Linked DNA regions of Columba livia: region 1 is linked to region 2. Evidence: chromatin contacts called from public Hi-C data. All regions are on one chromosome and are shown on one strand. Each heading gives the region's core, a stretch centred on a gene start, on an enhancer-like site or on the middle of the called end of the contact. The rest is flanking DNA. Distances are from core to core; before and after follow the strand shown. Region 1 has its middle 20 kb from the start of BMF. Region 2 holds the start of SRP14 (signal recognition particle 14).

Region 1 (5,251 bases), core at 1,168-3,667, 99 kb after region 2:
TATGCTTCAGATTCGTTTTAAGGTCTGCCGTGATAAATGTTTGCCTCCTGAGGAACAGCAGAACCCTTGATTTATGTTCTTAAAATTACCTCTGTTAAGTAGTCGCAGCACTTAAAAAAAAGATCTTATAGTGGCCAAAGGCTATTTTGTGCACCTTCAGGTCCACAGTTCAAATGCCACATAAAGTTTAATTGCTTTCCCAATCCAGGCTGATCAGTCCTGCTTTCTGCAGCATGGCCCTTGCTGCCTCGCTTGCTGTCGGTGCCAGCCGAGAGGGGCTGGAGCTGGTGCCACTCTATCTCCAGTCAGGCTGAGCCAACGGTGCCTGCAATTAATAAGGGATCATGTGCTCAACTTCTATAAATAAATGAAAGGGACAGAGTCATCCCTAGGAGCCTCGTCACCTTTTAGGCACTCATGCATACCGTAAGTGCACTGGGCCAGCACAACAGCTCAGGAACAAAATGAGCAATTAATTAAACAAATGTACAGTAACAGAGCTAACGGAGTAGCTATCTCCACAGTGGGAAAGCTTCCCAGAGCCATCTCACCTGACCAAAGCCTGGATTAAGCAAGCAAGGTGGAAAGGAAATGAGTAAAGAAGAGAGCTAAGTGAGTTTTAAAAGGATCAGAGGTTGTGACTGAAAACCAGGAATACCCAGTCCTGTCCTTAGGGTACAGACACATTAAATCATCAAACGCTGTGAAACTTCCAGTGCAGAGGCTCCTGGCCACAGCAAGCCCGAGTAACCTGAGCCTCTTTGGCCCTGGGAGGAACAGAAGCAGCCACCTCCTATTGATGTTGGGCTATGCTGGGTGACTGTTTATCAGGTGAACACCGTGCAACTGGTGCTGGTGCCCTTTGGTTCACAGCCAAGTTCATCATGCCTTAAGCTGATGTGTCCCTATCTTTGTTTCCATCAGCAAGCTGGTGGAAATATTGGCTGGGATTTTGCACTGCAGTCATGGTCAGTTTTCTGCTGAAAGGGGCTTGGTTACATTTATGAGCTTTATTTTGTACCTCAGGTGCAGTATCTCCTGTCAAACAAGGCCTACAGCAAAGCACAGTGGCTCTGAGCAAAATTTGAACCAGGTAATGGACATGTCCTAGAGAACTATTAGAAGGTCTCACTGTATGACTGTAAGAGCTTCTTTTGTCTTTAAAGTGAAGACATCCAGGTACCATTCACTGAGAACCAGTATTGGTGGCTTCAGGAAAGCTCTGCACATCTCAAAGTCCAAAAATGGGAGAAAACACCCCCTGAGTCTTTCAGCCTGAGCTGAAACACAGCATTGATTTGGGAAAAAAATGTTCTGGTATGGGTGTCAGCAATATCTAAGTCCCTCAAACACGCATGCATAAGAAAAGAGTCATCTTTGAAGCCATATGGCTACAGGTGGTACAACTGAGTAGTCCCAAACTGCTGAGTGCACGTTGAGCAAGTGTTCATTAAAAGTTATTGATAACTGGTTCTTCAAACACTCTGGAAAACACTGATTTTAAGCAAATGTGTTACAAACAAGCACTGGCCAGCAGCTCTAATGCAAGAGTGTTATCTGAAGTGCTAAAATGATCTGCGGATTTAACTTATTTTCAGTGTAGATGTGTGTGGAGGACACGTAGGGTTTTTTGTATATGTAACGCCAGAGACGCAAAACCGAGGAAAAGTGGGATTTAAACAAATAGTTCCTAAAAATATCTGGTGGAAAGAATTAAATACCTGTTCAAACAGTCAGCTTTGCACTCTTCAGCTGGTGATAGTTGGATTAATGGTCAGTGTTGAGGGAAACGCTAATTGGTCTAACTGGGAACAGGTGTGAGAGCCAGAATAAGACCAAGAGTTTTAGTCTGTAGTCACGTACGTATAATTCCACAGTGATGCTCTTGACTTCGTTAGAATAGATCACGGTTCGAACTGCCGTTATTTGGTGAACTGTGAGTCACTTGGCATGATATTAATGAAAGAGGTTTTTCTTTGATCCCATAATAATGCTAATCTTTGTTCTAGAGCTGCAGAAACTGATTGAACTGTATCTCCCATGGTGGGATGTAACCAGTGATGCAAGTGATACGCATTTCCCTCTCCAGTGCAGGAGATAAACCAGACAGATTAAAAACACGCACACACTACAATGGTGGCATTTCAAGATAAAAATATTGTGTTTTCAGATTTATATGAATAGTATAGTTTCCTTGGAAAAGAACCTCTTCATTACCCCCCTTTTCTATTTTTCCATGAATGAACCAAAACCAGATTTTGACTAGCTCTTTTCATTATGGCAGTAACTAAGAATTTTTAAATGTCTCTATGTTCCTCATACCTTCAGCTAGTGCCTACACTCCATTAGGGACAGCATGTTTGGTTGGCTGAGTACGGCACATCTAATTGTGCCAGCTTGTCATGGGAAGAACACCGGGTTGTGTTACGGCACCTTTGGCTGCCTCCTGTCCTGACAGAAGAAACTAAGCTCACCCCAACAAGGCAACAGGCAAAACAGAGGAAGCACACTGATACTGTGATCTTCTCCATAGTTAACAGCATTTTGACTAATCCCAGTGAATTCACAGCAAACAATATTGCTGCTGCTCTTTATCTCAGACTTGTAAAGGGAACATGTGGCTCTGATTTACCTTTTCCCCACACAAATTACTACATGGGGGAGTAGCAAGGGAAATAGGAGGCTAGACATAAAAATTACCAAGCAGTCTTTGCTATGTCTAAAGAAGCTCTCTAAGGGAAAAATTATAAGAATGGCAGAAAAATTGAGCAAGAAGGTTGCGATGTTCTGTTAGGTACATGAAAAAGAAAGAAAATGTTAGGGTAGATCCTTGGCTGCTGTAAGTAGCTGTAGCTTCATTAAATAAATGGGACCAAGTTGATTTACACTATAGGGGATCTGTTATGGTGTTCAGTACCATTATAATTTCTAACGAGTGTTTTTCACTACTATTAATTCAGCTGGTATTAATAATTTAGCTTTTGGACTGGCCAAAATAAGCTATTGTAATCACTAAGATTCAAAATTGCCATCTGAAGTTTTCATTTGAGCCTCTGAAAGGTACTTTTGAGGACTGCCCTGACAAAATGCCTGAAGGCAGATCTGCATGTCTGCTTGAAGGGCCTGTCTAGACTAGGAAAACGAGCAGCCCTTACAATGTGCTAATGGGTACATATAGGTTAGCACATTTTAAAACACTGGAGAAAAGGAAGAAGAGGCTTTCTCAGGGTGTAGTGCCTTGTACACTGAGCTAGGAAAGTCTTGCCTCTGAGGAGGAGAAATCGTGCTCTGTCTTCCCTTCATCTCTGCTGTCCTGTGCCCAACTGTACAGTCCTGCTCCCTGCCTTAAAACTGATGCTCTCTGGATCCTTTCTATGAATGAATCCACTAAGTCAGCAGAAAATTGGTCACAAAAAGTAAATTGATATGTTTGTGGTGGTTTAGTGAGCTGGATCAGCTGATGGAAGTTGCAAACAAGTGCCAGAGCCACGTAAGTGGCAGATAGATGCAGCTGTGAGACAGGATAGGAAGGAACAGAAAATCACCTTTATTCAGCAGGCAAGTTGGCTCATACTACCTGGTAAGACAGCAGTCTATATCCTTGGCATCCATGCTGAGGCTGGCAAGGCAAAGTCTAGGTGATTATGTGTGTAGATGACCCACACCCCAGCCAACAAGGCACACACACAGACATCAGCTGACTGCCTCAAGAACTGTAAATTCAAAATGAATGTTTAGTATCAGTTTTAATCCCCTCTTCTGCTGAACAATTTTCTGCTATTTAGTCAAAAGACAGTCTTTGCCCCTAAAATATAAGTCGCTTCACAATTGACTTCAGTTGCTTCCACAGGTTGTTGACCTGACTGTGTGTGGGGTGCTCTTGCCTCTGGCCCCATTCACCCCATGTCACCCCACCACAGGTCACCTAATGCACCTTGGCCCATGTCCAGCTGCTTGAACCCCCTCGTGCCCCCTCCCTTTCAAATGGTCTGTTGTATTTCTTCCCTCTTTTGGGGGGGCTACTTAATCTCAGTCTCTCCTCCTTTTGCACGCTCTGTGAGCTTAATGTTTTTCTCCTCTACCTCCTGGGTTAAAACCTCTCCCGCTGCATCCAAACTTATTCAGTTTGGGCCTTATTCACCTATTTCAGATTGTTGCCCCCCCTCCAGGAGCTCAGATTCACTCAGCCTCTGGCTTACAGACTGTTGACACAGCTGTTTGTATGAGTATCTTTCCTTCAGATGGATAAAAACTGATCAAGATTTGGCCTTTGGTGAATTTTTGTAAGGCATGTGGCCTATTTTTCATTATGTTAAGTGTGTTTGTTCTGCTCCTTCTGGGTACAACAGGAGCTTGCTTACTTGGATGCACAATGCTGCATATTATGAGAGTGTCCATGTTCATTTTGGCCTCCCTAAATGTATCCAGCCCTTCTTTGCACCAGGCAGAAAGGAGGGGTAAAACACCTAGCCTGGGGCATGAGCTGTTAGTTCAATATAAAGAGATTTAAGTAGGAGCAATGGGAGAAGGAAACAGGCTGAATATCAGGAAAAGCTCCTGCCAGTGAGACGTGTTTGGCTGTGAAATCTTCTCCCAGGGGAAAGAGGTCAAAGCCTCATTGTTTGGAAGTGGAGCTGGTCAAAACTGTTTTTGGAGCAGCAGCAACAGCAGCAGCAGCAGCGGGAGTGGTGGAGGTGGGGAGAAGGGCAGCAGCTGTGCACGGCAGAGCGGATCGAGGAGAGAAGGGTTGGATGGGATGGATGCTCGGCCAGGAGGAGCAGGGGAGGCTGAAGGAGGAGCGGGGCACGCACCGGCCCCAGGGACACCACAAAAGGAGTAACAGAGGCGCAGTGGGGAGCAGCAGACAAAAGCAGGAGAGAAAGCAGGGAAAGCAGAAGGGAAAAGAGGCAGAAGCAGCAGAGGCGCAGGGCAGGAAAGAATGGTGGGAAATGCTGAGAGAAGCGCTGTGAGGAGCAAGCGGGCAGGGATGAATGACAATAGCAAGGTTTTGGGTTTGTGAACTCAGCGGCCTTGGCTAAGCAAAGCCAGAAGACATTAAAGAACAGCAACAAAGACATCAGACTTGTTGATGACATTATTTTCACAATTCTCTCATCCCAGGATGCTTTGTGCAGTTTTCTCATTCTGCATCAGGATGAAATCAAAGCATTTCCATGCCAGGGACAGGCAGACTCAAGAAGCCACCAGCCCAGCAATTTGGGGCCATACCTTAGAACAGAAGGATAGGCAC
Region 2 (5,473 bases), core at 901-3,400:
TCTCTCATTCAAAGTAAACACACATCAGATTTTCAACTTCTAGTTAACATTTCCTGAAATACAAATAGCTCTGTAAATGAAAAAAAAATGGATATGCTGAACAAGTTTAAGGCTTAGAGTAGTCTACCCATGCCCACAAGTTCTTGCCAGGAAACACAGATCCTTCCCCTGCTGTTCCCCAGTCTGGGAACACTCAGTTCTTCCCTGGTTTCTACAAACCTTCAGTAAATCCATTGAGGTCTACAAGAAACTACCTCTACGTCACCTGATGCTTGAGTGTAGGTGTGCAGGACTGTTCTTGGAGCCACAGCATTTGTCCTCCTACTGCAGGTTCTGTATCTGCCCTGTGTCCTTCTGCGCATGTCTCTATAAACAATTTTCCCCTTTCCTCCAAATATTCTCATCAACAGACTCACAATAGCCAGGGTTGCTGAAAACAGGCAAAGTCCCCTTCTGCTTTCCTGCAATACCATTCTGAAGAAAAATCCAGCACACAGAGTAAAATTATAAACTACTGTCCCATCTGTAGTGCTGAGTGCAAGCATTAAGACCTCAGTATCTAGCTGTGCGTTTACCTACCATATGGCTTATCTGGAATTAAGAGGGTAGTTCTCATGAAATTCATGTAAAGAGAAATTTCACTTGAAATATGGGACATTAAACAAAAGGCAAGTAGGGCCACTCATCTTTCTAACCCAAAGCTGTCACTTACCACTGTGCTAATTTTCTTCTTTCCATCAGTTGCTCTTAGAAGACACTTATTGTCTGCTGGCTCAAAACCTTCTACATGGCCTTTGCGTGGGACTGGTTTTGTTCGGCCATCATCTGTATTGAAAGACACAAAAGGTTTATTCATATTTCACTAAAATCACTGGATGCTTCCTAAGATGTTAAAAATTGCTCACGAGGAGATCTGTAAAACACCTTGCAATTTAAGGCCATCTGAACTGATATTGCTGCCAAACCGTTGACAGACCCCTTCCTTTGTAGCCCCAGAAATATCTGTTCTATGAACTACATCTGCCAGAAGAAAAAAAATGTAAATCCTTTCTCTGACATGCTGTATGAACTGCCCGCTTCAGCAGCAGGATGTCTTACATGCACAAACTGCAGCCTAGGACACTTGACTTCTCAAGTGGTGCCACCTAGCCAGAAACCAGAGAAACATAAACATGTAAAAACAACACCGTAGTTCTCCTTTTACAGAAATCCAAGGATTTCCAATTACTGCTTAAGAAAGTCCCAACATTTCCTGCAGTTTGAAACACAGTCTTATTCAAGGTTTTTAGTACTGCAGCTATGATGATTGATTTGTCTACATGCCTACTCGTTTGCAGATGCTCTTAATTGCAGCTGTCTATTAAAAAATCCATGCTAACAACACTAAGTTTGATTTAGATGAGCACCTCTTTAATCCAATAACAGGCTTAAAACTTACATTTCTTCAGCGTTATGAAGACGCTCCCCGAAGTTCTGCACTTCTGGAAGAGTCGGGTGAGCTCTGTCAGGAACTGCAAGAGAAACAGTGGCCATCACTGGTTGAGAGCCCCGCTCAGGCGTTCCCGTCCTCTCCCGGTGCACCCGAGCAGCCCCCGCCCCGTCGCCACCACAGGCCGGGCCGTCCCGCTGCTGCGGGAACAGGCACCAAGGGCAGGAAACTCCCGGGTCTCCCCACGCAGAGGCCGGAGGACACGAGGTCCCAGTCGAGGGCGGCCCAGCCGCAAAATGAGGTCTGAGCCCCCCGGACCTGCCACGGCCCCGGCGCTTCTGCGCTCCCCGCCTCGCCCGCACCGCTGGGTACAGCGATGCTCGCTCCCCTCCCCCACCGCCGGGATGCGGCGAGGGGACGGGCCCGGCGCACCCCGGAGCCTTGCGGGGCCTACCCCCGCCCAGCAGCCGGCACCGGGCACACCCCAGGCGGCCAGTGACCCGCCGGCTCCCCGTGGATGGGGACGGGGATGGGCCGGGCTGCCCGACCTGCTCGCTCTCCAGCAGCACCATCCTGCTCCGCCGGGCCGGAAACGCCGCGCGCACGCACCCGCGGGCGCACGCGCACCGCAACGCGAGGCGGAACCGCGCAGGCGACCACGCCCCTAAGCCGCTCGTGCCGCTTGGCGGAACGGAGGCGACGGAGAGCGCCGCGCGCGGAGGGGCGGGGAGCGGCGCGGGGGGAACGCCACGTCAGCCCCGCCAGGCCGGCTCCGCCCCGCCCCGCCGGCTCCGCCCCGCCCCGCCCCGCCCCGCCCCGCCCCGCCGCGGGACTGCGCCCCGGGGCCCCAGCGGCGCTGTGCGGGCGGCCGCAGCCTGTCCGTGACCCGAGACACGGATCAGGCCGGCGGGAAAGGCCAGCCCTCCCGCTACCGCCGTTACGTGCTCCACCCCGCTGCGCACCCTGCTGTCCGGTAACGGCCGCAGCGCGGGGCTTACCCGAGCAAACAACGGGCGCGCACGCGGCCGGCAGCAGCGGCACCGCGCCAGGCCCGGGGCGGCCGCATCCCTGCGGGCCCACGGGTCCGCGGGCCGGGACTCGGGCTGAGGGACCGGCCGCGGGCGCTGGTGTTGGGGCTCGGGCTGCTGGGGAGCGGGACACGGGCCTGGGCGCCGCGCTCCTCACAAGCGTGGGAGGTTGCAAGCCAGCTCTTGGCTCACCGTACCGTGGACTGGGTGTTCAGGCCCCCTGTGCCTCAGTGTCCCCAGGCACCAGGGGCAGCTCGCAAACCCACATGCCTGAAAACCGCTGCTGCTGGCCACTGTTGCCAGTGGAGGGCCAAAATGGCCCTTGCAAAGAGTCATGACAAGTGTGACTGGCTGAAGGCTCGGAGCATAGAGGGTGTGATTTCAAACTGAAGAAAACACCTAGATTGGTACAACAAACCAGCATCTGGGGGGGCAGGCAGGGACTTCACACCCAGAGTACTTGGAGCTGCTGAGGGGCAGGTCCTGGAAAGGGGGAGTTTTCTGTCAGGCCCAGGTTTATTGATCTGGGAACACATAGAAATAGCATTTAATCTAGTGCCTTTCCATGTTTCTCACTAGAAAATATTTCTTATTTCCTCTACGGACCTAACAAAAGTGGCAGATAATGCCATACAGGTAAAAGGGAAAAACTGCACTGATAGGTGCCTTAGGCCCTGGGGAATTTCAACTGTTAATATAGGAGCTCAGGACAGCATTCTACACAGAACTGAAATACCTTCCTGTGTTATCATATTATCATTCTCATGGTGGGGGTGTTGTTTCATATACAAAACAACGCTTTGTAATGAAAACGTCTAGTCACTCCAAAAGTCCTATTTAGCGTTTACAATCATTTGCTCTCCTTTTGCAGGTTCGTCCAGAGGCAGTAGAGGGTGCTGTGATTGCACAGACAGAAGTGAAACTGCCTAAAGAACAAGGAAACAAATCCCCAAGAAGCAGGTCATCACAACACGGCCATGGTTTATCAAAATCTATCGGTTTATTAAATTAAATTCATTATGTTGGAGTCAAAGGAAGTGTAGAGATCCAACACTGCCTTTCCCTCACTGTATTGTCCTCCTGATGTTTACTCTCTGCAGTTGAGGAGGAAAGACTTCACAAAAGTAAATTTTGGTGTTTCTCATAGCACTAAAAATCATGCAAAAACTGAAGTGAGGAATATATGTTATATAAGTCTTCTGAAAACTGGCACTCTAAGGGGATACCATCAGTGCTGTGGTCGGAAGTACTGACAGGCCAAAGCCTTGTACAGTTGCAGAAAGGGATGGTCCCTGCCCCTAAAGGCTTCCAGTCAGTGTGCACAACAAGTGAGGACAGGTGGATGCAAGGAGCCTTTGCCTGGTTGCAGGAGCAGTCAGAACAAACTCCTAATTACTAGAGGTTGTTTTGTCAGAAATCTAGAGTAGGGTTGTATTTTCAAAAGAGCTTTGCATGAGGACAATGCAATAATGTTGCAGATTTTATAGGCAACTAGTGAAAGAAGAGCAGAAATGGAAAAACTAAAACAATTGCAACATACTCCCCCTTGAAACTACTGTGGTTACGGACACTGGAAGGCAGAAAAAATGCATTTCCACTCATGCTTGCCAGAGAAGATGGGTGGTCTTGTTGCCGAAACACGGGCACTGCAACTCTCACCTGAATTCTGGCCCTTGAATTCACCAGAAGAGTCTTGTGTTGCCTTGGACTGATCTCTTCCTTGTGCTGCAGCTCTTCTTTCATAAAGGTAAAGAAAGATATGTAGTTGTTTTCTGTACTTTTTATGCAACAAAAAGCATCAGTGCCTGTGGGATGAGCACCATGGAGTTCTTTTGCCCCATTCGCACAAAAATCTCAACCCAGCATTAGTAGCTACTTCTGTTGCTGAGTAACACCAAAGCTTCTGGTAGTGCTGCCTGCTGGAAAAAGGGACAAAGGGGAAACCTTTAAGAAGAACTCCAGATAGTTGCATAAAGTTTACATTTTTAAAATCTATTGTTTTATCAGCAATTTTTCTGAAAATATATTTGTCTCACTGCTAATGAAAGAAGTGGCTCCACAGAATGAGCTGAATTTCTTTCCATAAGAAAGAAAGAAGATTTGTGTGTGCATGTGTGTGTGATTTTTGTTGGTTTTGGTTGCGTTTTGGTTTTGGTTTGTGTGCGTGTGTGTTAGCTTATCTTCCTGATCTTGAAGTTGTTTTTCAAGCCAAAGCATCACAATTTAATTGGGGGAGAAGCCTTTATTGCAACTTGCAAACAAGGTGAAAATGGAATCTTTTTAACGATTCTTTTCCAAAAAATAGATGGAACAGGGGAATGCTGACATTGCTTTACTTTTGCCAAAGGCTGCCAACACTCAGAGGGAATAAGCTATTCAGCTGGTGAAAAAGTGCTGAACAAACACTGAAGGAGCTAAAGGGATACTCCCAATCATGATATACTTGCTTTTCACTCTATCTCCTGCCCCAGTCTAATGCCTTCCCCCTGACACCCTGCCCTCAGGAAAGAAAAAAAAAGCGGGGGGGGGGAAGACAGGTTGGATTAAAACAGTAGTAAGAGGAATTGGTGGATCATGAGAGCTGGCAGGGGTATTAGTATTTTGTAACCTGATCTGTCATGTGACTAGAGCCAGGCAATAAAAATAAGTCTCCTACCAGCCCTCCTGTTTGCTCAACCTTATTATATGGTGTCAGTAGAGAACTACTTTTTTTTGGCAAAAATTTAGCAAATGAAGCCACCTGAATCATTAAATCCTGAAGGAAATCTGGCAGAGGACTGGAGGAGGTTGTTGCTGTGCTTCCAAGTTTTCCTGGAAGCAAGCGTGTACTGAAGAGAAAGGGAGAAGTTGAAACGTTCTGCTTTCCTAAATGTGGTGGGAGGGGAGGAAGCAGCAAAACAAAATTATTACAAGTAAATTAAATTCTTATTCAACCTTAGTAGAGGTTGGCAAAGATCTCTTTGAATTAGCTAGAAAACCTTACTTCTCGTTAGGGACTATCAGACACACACATTCA

The links. A called contact is a pair of places that touch in the nucleus more often than the background predicts.
Region 1: a Hi-C map of liver shows a contact between it and region 2, with 6 times the contacts expected there. The contact joins the enhancer-like site here to the promoter of SRP14 in region 2. A contact is called at or near these places in 2 of 2 Hi-C or Micro-C datasets (crop and liver).

Annotation. Positions count from the first base shown.
Region 1 is chr5:35,712,009-35,717,259 of bColLiv1.pat.W.v2, forward strand. No RefSeq gene overlaps it. Among named protein-coding and RNA genes, the nearest start is that of BMF, 20 kb to the left of the region's middle. Within about 2 kb of position 2,418, at least 3 of the 3 cell types and tissues checked have an H3K27ac peak away from gene starts, as active enhancers do.
Region 2 is chr5:35,613,566-35,619,038 of bColLiv1.pat.W.v2, forward strand. SRP14 (signal recognition particle 14) reads right to left here and starts at 2,151. Exons shown (of 5, transcript XM_065064284.1): 1 at 1,978-2,151; 2 at 1,439-1,511; 3 at 713-825. The coding sequence starts at 2,001. LOC110358637 (a long non-coding RNA gene) reads left to right here and starts at 2,221. Exons shown (of 3, transcript XR_010472953.1): 1 at 2,221-2,402; 2 at 3,329-4,204.